2 separate regions of the Sus scrofa genome follow, and region 2 is linked to region 1. A link is a contact called in public Hi-C data. All regions are on one chromosome and are shown on one strand. The core of a region is the stretch at or near the end of the contact, and the rest is flanking DNA. Distances in the headings are between cores, read along the strand shown.

Region 1 (5,387 bases), core at 1,841-4,340:
TGCTCAGTGGGTTAAAGGAGCCAGCATTGCCACACGCTGCTTCAGATCGGGTGTTGCTGAGATGTAGGCTGGCAGCTGCAGTTCTGATTCAACCCCTGGCCTGGGAACTTCCCTATGCTGCAGATGGGGCCATAAAAAGAAAAAAAAAATCACAGATAATTTATAGAAGTGGCGGGAGAATCACTTCCGGTATGGGAATAACTCACATTAGAGGAATTCTTTGTTAGAAACTTCCTGGGAGGCAAGAAGCCTGTTTTCCCTGGAACATTTATTTTAGTCAAAAACACAAGGAGGGAGTTCCCGTTGTGGCGCAGTGGTTAACGAATCTGACTAGGAACCATGAGGTTGCGGGTTTGGTCCCTGCCCTTGCTCAGTGGGTTAACGATCCGGCGTTGCCATGAGCTGTGGTGTAGGTTGCAGACGTGGCTCACGTCCCGCGTTGCTGTGGCTCTGGCGTAGGCCAGTGGCTACAACTCCGATTGGACCCCTAGCCTGGGAACCTCCATATGCCGTGAGAGCGGCCCAAAGAAATAGCAAAAAGACAAAAAAAAAAAAAAAAAAAAAAACACACACAAGGAGGCTGGGACACTATCATATGGCATTTGAGGTATTTTTGTGGTTTTCAAAAGACTACATTGGAATCACTCCTGGCACTGGAGGAGCTTTTCAGTGTGTGTTTCTCTTAGAACAGTCTGTTCAAAAGCAAGGATGACATCGTCAGAAATCGACTTTGCAGCACCCCCTCTGCTGGGCCAGGCTCTTCACACCCTCCCTACACAGCATTCTCCTCTTGCAGACACCGGATGGACAGAATACCCCTCCTCTCTGAGGGAAGTCTCAGAAATGCCCACCCTTTCTCCTCTGCCCACAGCCACAGCCCTCCCCTCTCACCCTAAGGGCCATCTGAAACAATACACTTAAGACTGCTATCCAGAAATCTGATCTCCAGGCCTTGACCTAGCTCAGACCACTCTCTACATGCTGTGGACATCTCCAGCCCAGACTCTTCTCCACAACCCCAGACCTTCTGTTCAGCTGCCCATGTGACACCTCCACCCTTGAGATGTCAGAATCAACCATGTTCATGCTGAAACCTGCTCCCTAGTTTGAATGCCTAATTTCCATTTTCAAGACATCCCTGAAAAAAAAAATTAACTTGGTTTTTCACTCACTAGCAATCACAGCCACATCCAATGAAGCAGGAAGTACTGTTAGTTTTATCTTCAAAACCTATCCAGAATCTGCTCACTTCTTCCCCATCTCCTGTCACTACTCTGGTCCATCTACCATTAGAACATTCCTGTAAGCTGCTACAGTAACAGTAGTAGACTCTTTTTTTTTTTTTTTTTTTTTTTTTGTCTTTTCGCCTTTTCTAGGGCTGCTCCCGCGGCATATGGAGGTTCCCAGGTAAAGGGTCGAATCGGAGCCGTAGCCGCAGGCCTAAGGCCACAGCCACAGCAACGCTGGATCTGAGCCGCATCTGCAACCTGCACTACAGCTTACAGCCACGCCGGATCCTTAACCCACTGAGCAAGGCCAGGGATCCAACCTGCAACCTCGTGGTTCCTAATCAGATTCGTTAACCAGTGTGCCACGATGGGAACTCCACTAGTAGTAGCCTTTTTACTGGTCTCCATCCTCACCATCTGTGGCCCCCAACGGAATCTTTTTTTGTAGTTGTTTTTGTTTGTTTGTTTGTCTGTTTGCCATTCCAACGGCACGTGGAAGTTCCCCGGCAAGGGATGGAATCCGAGACACAGCAGTGATAACCCCAGATCCTTCACCCGCTGAGCCACCAGGGAACTACAATCTAATCTGTTTTGGCCGCCACAAAATGTGGGCTAATTTTAAACTCTCCACCCAGATCAAGTAGTTCTATTCAAAATCCTTATGGCTTCCGAGTTCCCGTCCTGGCTCAGTGGTTAACGAATCCGACTAGGAACCACTGAGGTTGCGACCCCTGCCCTTGCTCAGTGGGTTAAGGATCCGGTGTTGCCATGAGCTGAGGTTTAGGTTGCAGACGCGGATCGGATCCCGCGCGGCTGTGGCTCTGGTGTAGGCCAGCGGCTACAGCTCCCATTCGACCCCTAGCCTGGGAATCTCCATAAGCCGCGGGAGCGGCCCAAGAAATGGCAAAAAGACAAAAACAAAAACAAAATCCTTATGGCTTCCAGAGCCCTCGAAATGAAAGTACAACTGCTCAACCCAGGTGTGACTCTTCACCCCCTGCTCCGTGCTGACATGACGTGCATCCCAGGATCTCCAGAAAGCCTCTGGCTCAGCCCGACCTCCAAGCCTTTGCACCTGCGGGTCCCTCCCCTGTAGCCTCTCCCACGCGCCATCACACCGTCCGTCAGAAATAAGACCCCACCCAAGACGGCCCCACCGCCCTAGACACCGGGGCCCGGGCTGCAGGCACGGGAGCAGGCGCCCCGCACTCGGGGCTTCAGTGTCTGGCGGGGGAGGGCGGGGAGGGCCTGCGGACGAGCATTTACCTGAAGCGGGTCCCTTGGCTCGGCCGCCGCCATCGGGCTCTGCTGGCGGAGCGCGGCGAGAGAGGCCGACGTCCAGGTTGCGGACGCGAAGACGACTTTCCCGAGCACCACCCTGGCACCGAACAGCTGGGACGATGCCTCCTCACGCACTTCCCAAGTCCTCAACCAAGCATAGAAGCACCCAGGCGCGAGCAGATCCTCCCAGGAACCAACAAAACATCCGCTGGAGCGGAGGATGCCGGAAGTGCCGCTCAGACGTCTTCTGCGCGCAGAGAAACTCCCCTCTCGTGGGCCTGCGCTGGACTACGGCGCACTGTCTTCTGGGTAATGTAGTTCGGGCAGTGTCCCCTTAGCGAGAGATTCAGGTCCCAGGCCTGGGTTCCTGGGGAAAGGGTGAGTTACACCCTGACAGGGTTTGTAAGTGGTACCTCTAATCCGAAGGAATTAAATCTAATCCGATATCATCTTAAATCGACCAAACCAAGATTCCATGAAGTGTAGTCTGCACCACTTACAGAAATATTTGCAGATATTCCAGAAAGCCGCAAAACCAAAAGGACACTCCACACCGCTAACGTCTCTCTGTGTCTGTTTATACCTGTGAGCTAGTAACCATTAACCTGTTTTTTAAATACATATGAACTGAAGCTTTAGGCTCAGTGTTGTTACCTTCAGTTCTGGTCAGGGACAAGAGAGGAAAAATTCTAGACTGGGCCGTGGAATGGAAGCAGAAAGAGAAATGTTGAGCCACCCTGAAGCCAGTGGATAGATTTCCTCAGAAAACGTTTTTCCTGCCTGTATAATCAGTGATTATATTGAATCCAAGAATTAAAATATATGAGTGATATCATATGGTATCACTTTACCTGGAATCTAATAAAAAATAACACGGAAGGAGTTACAATTGTGGCACAGCAGAAATGAATTTGACTAGGAAACATGAGGTTGCGGGTTTGATCCCTGGCCTTGCTCATTGAGTTGAGGGTTCATGAGCTGTGGTGTAGATTGAAGACGCAGTTTGGACCCAATATTGCTGTGGCTCTGACGTAGGCCAGCAGCAACAGCTCCACTTAGACCCCTAGGCTGGGAACCTCCATAAGCTGTGGGTGGAGCCCTAAAAAGACAAAGGACCAAAAAAAAAAATGTGTGTATATATATATATATATATATATATATATATATATAATTTGCCTTTTTAGGGCCACGCCTGTGACATATGGAAGTCCCCAGGCACAGCCACAGCCACAGCAATGCCAGATCTGAGCCATGTTGGTAACCTACACCACAACTCACTACAATGCCAGATCCTTAACCCACTGGGCAAGGCCAGGGATCAAACCTGTGTTCTCATGGATACTGGTCAGATTCATTTCCACTGAGGTACTACGGGAACTCCCCTTCCTCCTGTAAAGCAAAATGAACTTTTTCTTTTTGTCTTTTGTTGTTGTTGTTGTTGCTATTTCTTGGGCCGCTCCCGCGGCATATGGAGGTTCCCAGGCTAGGGGTCTCATCGGAGCTGTAGCCACCGGCCTACGCCAGAGCCACAGCAACGCGGGATCCGAGCTGCGTCTGCAACGTACACCACAGCTCACGGCAACGCCGGATCGTTAACCCACTGAGCAAGGGCAGGGACCGAACCTGCAACCTCATGGTTCCTAGTCGGATTCATTAACCACTGCACCACGACGGGAACTCCCGCAAAATGAACTTTTACCTAGGTGTAAATATCCATAGACTGGCAGCTACAGCTCCGATTGGACCCATAGCCTGGGAACCTCCATATGCTGCCGGTGTGGCCCTAAAAAAGACAAAAGACTAAATAAATAAATAAATAAATACTCTCTAAATTAGTCATTTCTATTTTAATAGTTGGATAAGGTTGTAGCCTTCAATATAAAAGTCTTCAGTCTTGAAGTCATTGATTTTCTCAACTTTTCAAAGGATTTTGAGCTTTGGGAAAGGCCTTGGTCCTCACTGAAGCTCTATTTTCAGTGGTTCAATGCGATTCAGGCCAATGCGGGCATGTCCCGAAGTGTGTTCAAAGTCTATGGCTTCAGGCCTGTGATGTGTGGGATCATGTAGGTGAGCAAGGGGTAGCTGGCAATGTTGAAGTGCACGCCCAGACCCATGTCCCCCGACTCCTGGTACAGCTGGTAGGACAGCTCCCTGTTCAGTAGAACTTGCAAAGGGTGTGGCACAGGGCAGGGGGCTTGAGAGGGAGCTCTTTGGGATCCCAAGCACACAGGATGATTCTTCTGTCCTCAGAGTTGCTTTTGATTGTGTCCTTACTTTTTGCAGTTGGTCTACTCCTTGGCCTGAGTAATCTGAATTCATATCTTTGTATGCAGCCCAAAATGCCTCCACTGAAAAGTCATAATCTGAAGGAGAATCTCAGGTTGTCCGAGAGGTCTAGGACCCATTTTCACTCCTTTGGAGGACAGTTCCTTAGCGTTTGTGGATCCCTTGTTTGATAAACCAACAGCAACTCCTCCAAAATGCCCTTCCAGAAAACATGTTTGGTTGTCAGCAGAGGAAATTCATCTCTTGGGGTGTAGCAGGCCTGCATGCCAGACACAGTAGGGTGCCAGTGCCCATGCCCTCATCCTTCTGGAAGCTGCAGCGGAGGATCTGCCCTAGGTACTGCAGCTCCCCGTGGGGCGGCGGCCTTGGCTCAGGGCCCTGCTCCTGCCCTGTGAGTGGTGACCTTGGGCGCTGCATCTTGAAGCAGGTGGTAGGCATGGCGTGGAAACCTGATGGCGGTGGCAGCAGTGGGCAAGGTAAGGCGGAACCTGCAGCATGTGATCTGGGCCAGGGATCAAACCCACATCTTCATGGATACTAGTCGTGTTCTTAACCCTCTGAGCCACAACAGGAACTTCCTGTTTGCTTGAT
Region 2 (5,387 bases), core at 1,003-3,502, 94 kb before region 1:
CCACTGAGCAAGGCCAGGGGTCGAACCCACAACCTCATGGTTCATAGGCGGATTTGTTAACCACTGTGCCACAACGCGAACTCCTTAATTTTGTTTGTTTGTTTGTTTGACTTTTATAGGGCCACAGCCGAGGCATACGGAGGTTCCCAGGCTAGGGGTCCAATTGGAGCTGTAGCCACCAGCCTACACCAGAGCCACAACAACTTGGGGTCCCAACTGAATCTGCAACCTACACCACAACTCACAGCAACGGCGGATCCTTAACCCACTGAGTGAGGCCAGTGATCGAACCCGAAACCTCATGGTTCCTAGTCGGATTCATTAACCACTGAGCCACGATGGGAACTCCGGGAACTCCGTAATTTTAAACAGTAGGGTACAGGTGTCCATTACATTATACATAATAACAAAAAAAAAAAAAGAGGGAGTTCTTGTCGTGGCGCAGTGGTTAACAAATCCGACTAGGAACCATGAGGTTGCGGGTTCGGTCCCTGCCCTTGCTCAGTGGGTTAACGATCTGGCGTTGCCGTGAGCTGTGGTGTAGGTTGCAGACACGGCTCGGATCCCGCGCTGCTGTGGCTCTGGCGTAGGCCGGTGGCTACAGCTCCGATTCAACCCCTACCCTGGAACCTCCATATGCCGCGGGAGCGGCCCAAGAAATAGCAACAACAACAACAACAACAACAACAAAAAGACAAAAGACAAAAAAAAAAAAAGAATTCAAGACATGTTCTTAAACTACTGAAAGCAATTATTCTGTAAAGCATCACAGTGTCTAATGACTATATTAGAATCTGTGACGCACCATCTGCCCCCTCAACAGTCGCAACCCTGCTCTCTCTACTCACCCTTCCTTAAAACCCCAGCCCTTAGGGTCTCCCTGCCAGGCACAAGGACTCTCACAGATGACTGCATTTACCCCAGTCCTTACCCACCAGCAAGACCAAAACACAAGAAATGGAACTCAGGAGGTCCTGTCGTGGCTCAGCAGTGACAATTCCCACTAGGTTCCATGAGTATGTGAGTTTGACCCCAGGCCCTGCTCAGTGGGTTAAGGATCTGGCATTGCCATGAACTGTGGTGTAGGTTGCAGATGCAGCTTGGATCCAGCATTGCTGTGGCTGTGATGCAGGCTGGCAGCTGCAGGTCCGATTGGACCCCTAGCCTGGAAATCTCCATAGGCCCGGGTGCAGCCCTAAAAAAGCAAAAAAAAAAAAAAAAAAAAAAAAAAAAAAAAAAATCACAACATTTTGCTTAAATATGCCTTTCCCACAAGTATTGTTATTCTAGTAAGAATCAAGATGCGATAACCCTGAAGACCACCATCAGGATCACACCGAGATCGCCTAAGATCCCCCCAGAAAGGAAGAATGCACGTTTGCCCCAACCCTGATTCTTGTCTGAAATCCTCTTTTTCTCCTTTTAGACTATAAAACTCCCTGCAATTCTTCTCCAAAGGACAGCGCAGTGTTTATGGCACTAGCCTGCGGTGGCCTCCTTTGCCAAAAAACTGGATCCCTTCCTATTCGGAGCTGGTGGGCAGAGGTCAAATTTCGGCAACGAGCAGACGCTGGGCACTCGGGGCCTTAGCATCTGTTGCAGCGAGAGTGGTGACGGCCTGGAAGACGTGTTTACCTTGTGCCGGTACCTCGGTGAAGCTGCTGCCTCTGAGTCTGTTGTGGGAGCAGCAGCGGAGGAGCAGAGCTAGAGCAGGACCGCCCTATCCAAGGTCAGGAGTGGGGCATCCCTACTTCACCTCTGTACCGAGGGACAGCGCCTCCTCTCAGACCTTTCGGGTCCCTGCGCTCGGATCCCGACACGAAGCTCTGCAGTCAGACCAGACCCCGAGCCCCAGAGACGGCTCACGGAGCAGCAGGCCGGAAGTTCCCGCCCCGCTACCCGGAATCCGCCCAGAAACGCCTCACCCTGAGCTTTCATTGACTCAACTCGGCGCAGGGTCTTCTGGACAATGTAGTTCTCAGGGCTCCAAAGATGGTTTATGAGTGTTGTTCTTGACCAACCGGAAACTCTTCCACCCGGCTCAAGAAGGGATGCTGGAAAGTGGTCATCCTGACTCCAGAAAGGCCGGGCTTTGCTAATCGGGAGGGGCAGCAGAAAGACCTAATTTCAGGCCTAGTGAATCTCATATGCTAGAGAATAAAAATATTTAAGGAGTTCCTTGCTGGTTAAAATACCTGGTATCGTCACTACTTTGGGTCAGGTTTGATCCCTGGCTCGGGAACTTGCAAATGTCACTGACACAGACCAAAAAAAAAAAAAAAAAAAAAGAAAGAAAGAAAAGAATTATAGACATTATTGTGATCACTATTTATAGGAACCGTGGGATGTGATTAAAAAAACCCTCTTTTAAGGGTTTTTTTTAGTATTATATGGTTTTTCCAATTTTCCGTTTTGTGCTGTTACTATGACCCACAAACCAGTCCTTTTGTTGGCTGGAATTTTTTTTCCTCCTGCTTTATGACCAAGGAGTGTCTTTCTAAGAATCTGGTAGCCACCTCTTTAAAGTGGAAACATCAGGAGTTCCCATCGTGGCGCAGTGGTTAAGGAATCCGACTAGGAACCATGAAGTTGCGGGTTCGGTCCCTGCCCTTGCTCAGTGGGTTAACGATCCGGCGTTGCTGTGAGCTGTGGTGTAGGTTGCAGAGGCGGCTCGGATCCCGCGTTGCTGTGGCTCTGGCGTAGGCCGGTGGCTACAGCTCCGATTCAACCCCTAGCCTGGGAACCTCCATATGCCGCGGGAGCGGCCCAAGAAATAGCAACAACAACAACAACAAAATAAAAAATAAATAAATAAATAAATAAATAAATAAAGTGGAAACATCAGGTAGCCTTGTTGTTGTTCCATTTTTGGCCACCCCTCCACATATAGAGCTCCTGAGCCAGGGATCAGAACCAAGGCTCATTCGCTACCTAACCCACCCCATTGCAGCGGCAATACTCACTGTGCCAGGCTGGGGAGTGAAGCTGCATCTAGCACTCCCAAGACACCAATTCCCTTGCACCACAGCAGGAACTCCTGGTAGCCATTTTTTGAAGTGCAAATGTCAAGGGAGAGAGTTCTCCTAACTTGTATTTCTTTTTCTTTTTTTTTTTTTTTTTTTTTTGTCTTTTTGCCATATCTTGGGCCACTCCAGCGGCATATGGAGGTTTCCAGGCTAGGGGTCTAATTGGAGCTGTAGCCACCGGCCTACGCCAGAGCCACAGCAACACACGATCCGAGCCGTTTCTGTGACCTACACCACAGCTCAAGGCAACACCGGATCGTTAACCCACTGAGCAAGGGCAGGGATCGAACCCGCAACTTCATGGTTCCTAGTCGGATTCGTTAACCACTGTGCCACGACGGGAACTCCTAACTTGTATTTCTTTAGGAGCCTAACCTCAGCGCTCAAATTGTTACAATTTGGAAAACTACCACCAGTCAAAGAGATGCTTGACTTTCTTCTGGATAAAGTAAAAAACCTAACAATCACCTCAATTACTGTTCTGTCAAGTCCATTTATTTGAGGACTAGTTACTGGTTACTGTTTATCTTGAATATAAGTATGTTATGGTATCTGCTTGACTATATAAACGGGTGTGACTTCTTCTAGTCTTTGTAATTTCTTAGTTCACCTGTGACAAGCATCAAACTATGGCTTAATGATGACTTAACAAGAAAATTGTTTTGGCGTTCCCTTGTGGCTCAGCAAGTCAATGATCTGGCATTGTGATTGCTGTGGCTTGAGCTCAATTGCTTTAGCATGCCACATGTGCAGCCAAAAAAAAAAAAAAAAGACATTTTATGTGCATGCAGTTGAAGTCAATTATACTGATATAAAACATTTAAAAATTAACAAAAACTTCTAACCATTTTACTTTTTATTATTTTCTATGTTCTAGACATTATTTGCAGCTACTGTATGACTATGCCACAAATTTAGAATACAATTGTGCACTACTGACACCTATTCCCAACTCCATGTTCAGTAACACCATGTTGCTGATTAAAAATTGGCCACAGTGGGAGTGTTTACACCAGGGAAATTAGAACACAATACAAATCATGGTATTGTTGCATATGTAGACTTAAACTGATCAAGAATATATTAATAATGCAGATTAAAATATATGCTATATGTAGACACTGCATTATGTACAGCTCAAAAGACATTCAGGAAATATTTCTGAATATTTAAAACAAGATAGAGGCAGCAGGTTGAGGATCCAGCATTATCTCTGCACTTACTCAAGTTGCTGCTGTGACATGGATTTGATCCCTTGCCTGGGAAAGTCCACATGCTGCAAGCATTGTCAAAAAAAAAAAAAAAAAAAAAAAAAAAAAGAAAGAAAGAAAGAAAAGAAAAGAATTTATTCCATTGTTAAAGACAATTATTTCTTAAGACAGAGAAGTCACATCATTGAAGAACAAATGAAGTTCAAAAAAATCTTGGTTGTTTCACTGTCTTCCAAATTGTTAAAGAAAAGTGAAGTAGCCAAAATTCCTTTTAAAAAATAAGCACAGACATGGTGGAGGATAATGTGAGAAAAAGAACGAATAAATATATGTATGACTGGGTCATTTTGCTGTACAGCAGAAATTGACAGAATATTGTATATCAACTATAATAGAAAAAATAAAAATCTTAAAAAGGAAATAAGCACAAGAGTTCCCGCTGTGGCACAGTGGCTTACAATCCAGCTTGGTTCAGTCTCTGATCTGTGGCCTGGTGCAGTAGGTTAAGGATCTAGCGTTGCTGCAGCTGTGGCATAGGTCACAGCTCTGGCTTGGATTTGATCCCTAGCCCAGGAACTTCCAGATACCATGGATGTGCAGAAAAAGAAAAAAAGTATACTGCACACATCCACAGTGAGGACTTAGGACCATTCAAGGAGATGTAACTGGGGCATTGGAACAACATGGAGCCATGTCCAAGAGGAACAGAATACTTCCAGTCCAGGGATCTGGTGGCTAAACAGGTTTCTCCTGAACACATTTGGGTTTGGGGTTTTTTTTTTTTTTTTGCTTTTTCAGGGCCACACCTGGGCAAATGGTTGTTCCCAGGCTAGGGGTTGAACCAGAGCTGCAGCTGTTGGCCTATGCCACAGAAACTCAGGATTTGAGCCAGATCTGTGACCTATACCACAGCTCATGGCAGCGCCAGATCCCAATACAAGTCCTCATGGATACTAGTTGGGTTCATTACCACTGAGCCAAAAGGGGAATGCCCTTATTGATTTTCTGACTAGATGATCTATCCATTGTTGAAAGTGGGAATATTGAAGACCCTACTTTTATTATACTAGTCTTTGTCCCCCTTTAGGTATGTTAATATTTGCTTTATATAAAAAGTTGCTCCTATGTTGGATACATTAATGTTAACAAA

Evidence for each region. A called contact is a pair of places that touch in the nucleus more often than the background predicts.
Region 2: a contact with region 1 is called in a Hi-C map of liver, with 4 times the contacts expected there. The contact joins the promoter of LOC106504178 here to the promoter of ZNF671 in region 1. A contact is called at or near these places in 1 of 5 promoter capture datasets (liver) and 2 of 47 Hi-C or Micro-C datasets (heart right ventricle and liver).

The regions. Positions count from the first base shown.
Region 1 is chr6:62,494,013-62,499,399 of Sscrofa11.1, reverse strand. It overlaps ZNF671 (zinc finger protein 671), which reads right to left and starts at 3,090. Exons shown (of 3, transcript XM_013998881.2): 1 at 2,496-3,090. The coding sequence starts at 2,528. It also overlaps the pseudogene LOC100737830.
Region 2 is chr6:62,587,028-62,592,414 of Sscrofa11.1, reverse strand. LOC106504178 (zinc finger protein 333-like) reads right to left here and starts at 2,252. Exons shown (of 5, transcript XR_002345387.1): 1 at 1,636-2,252.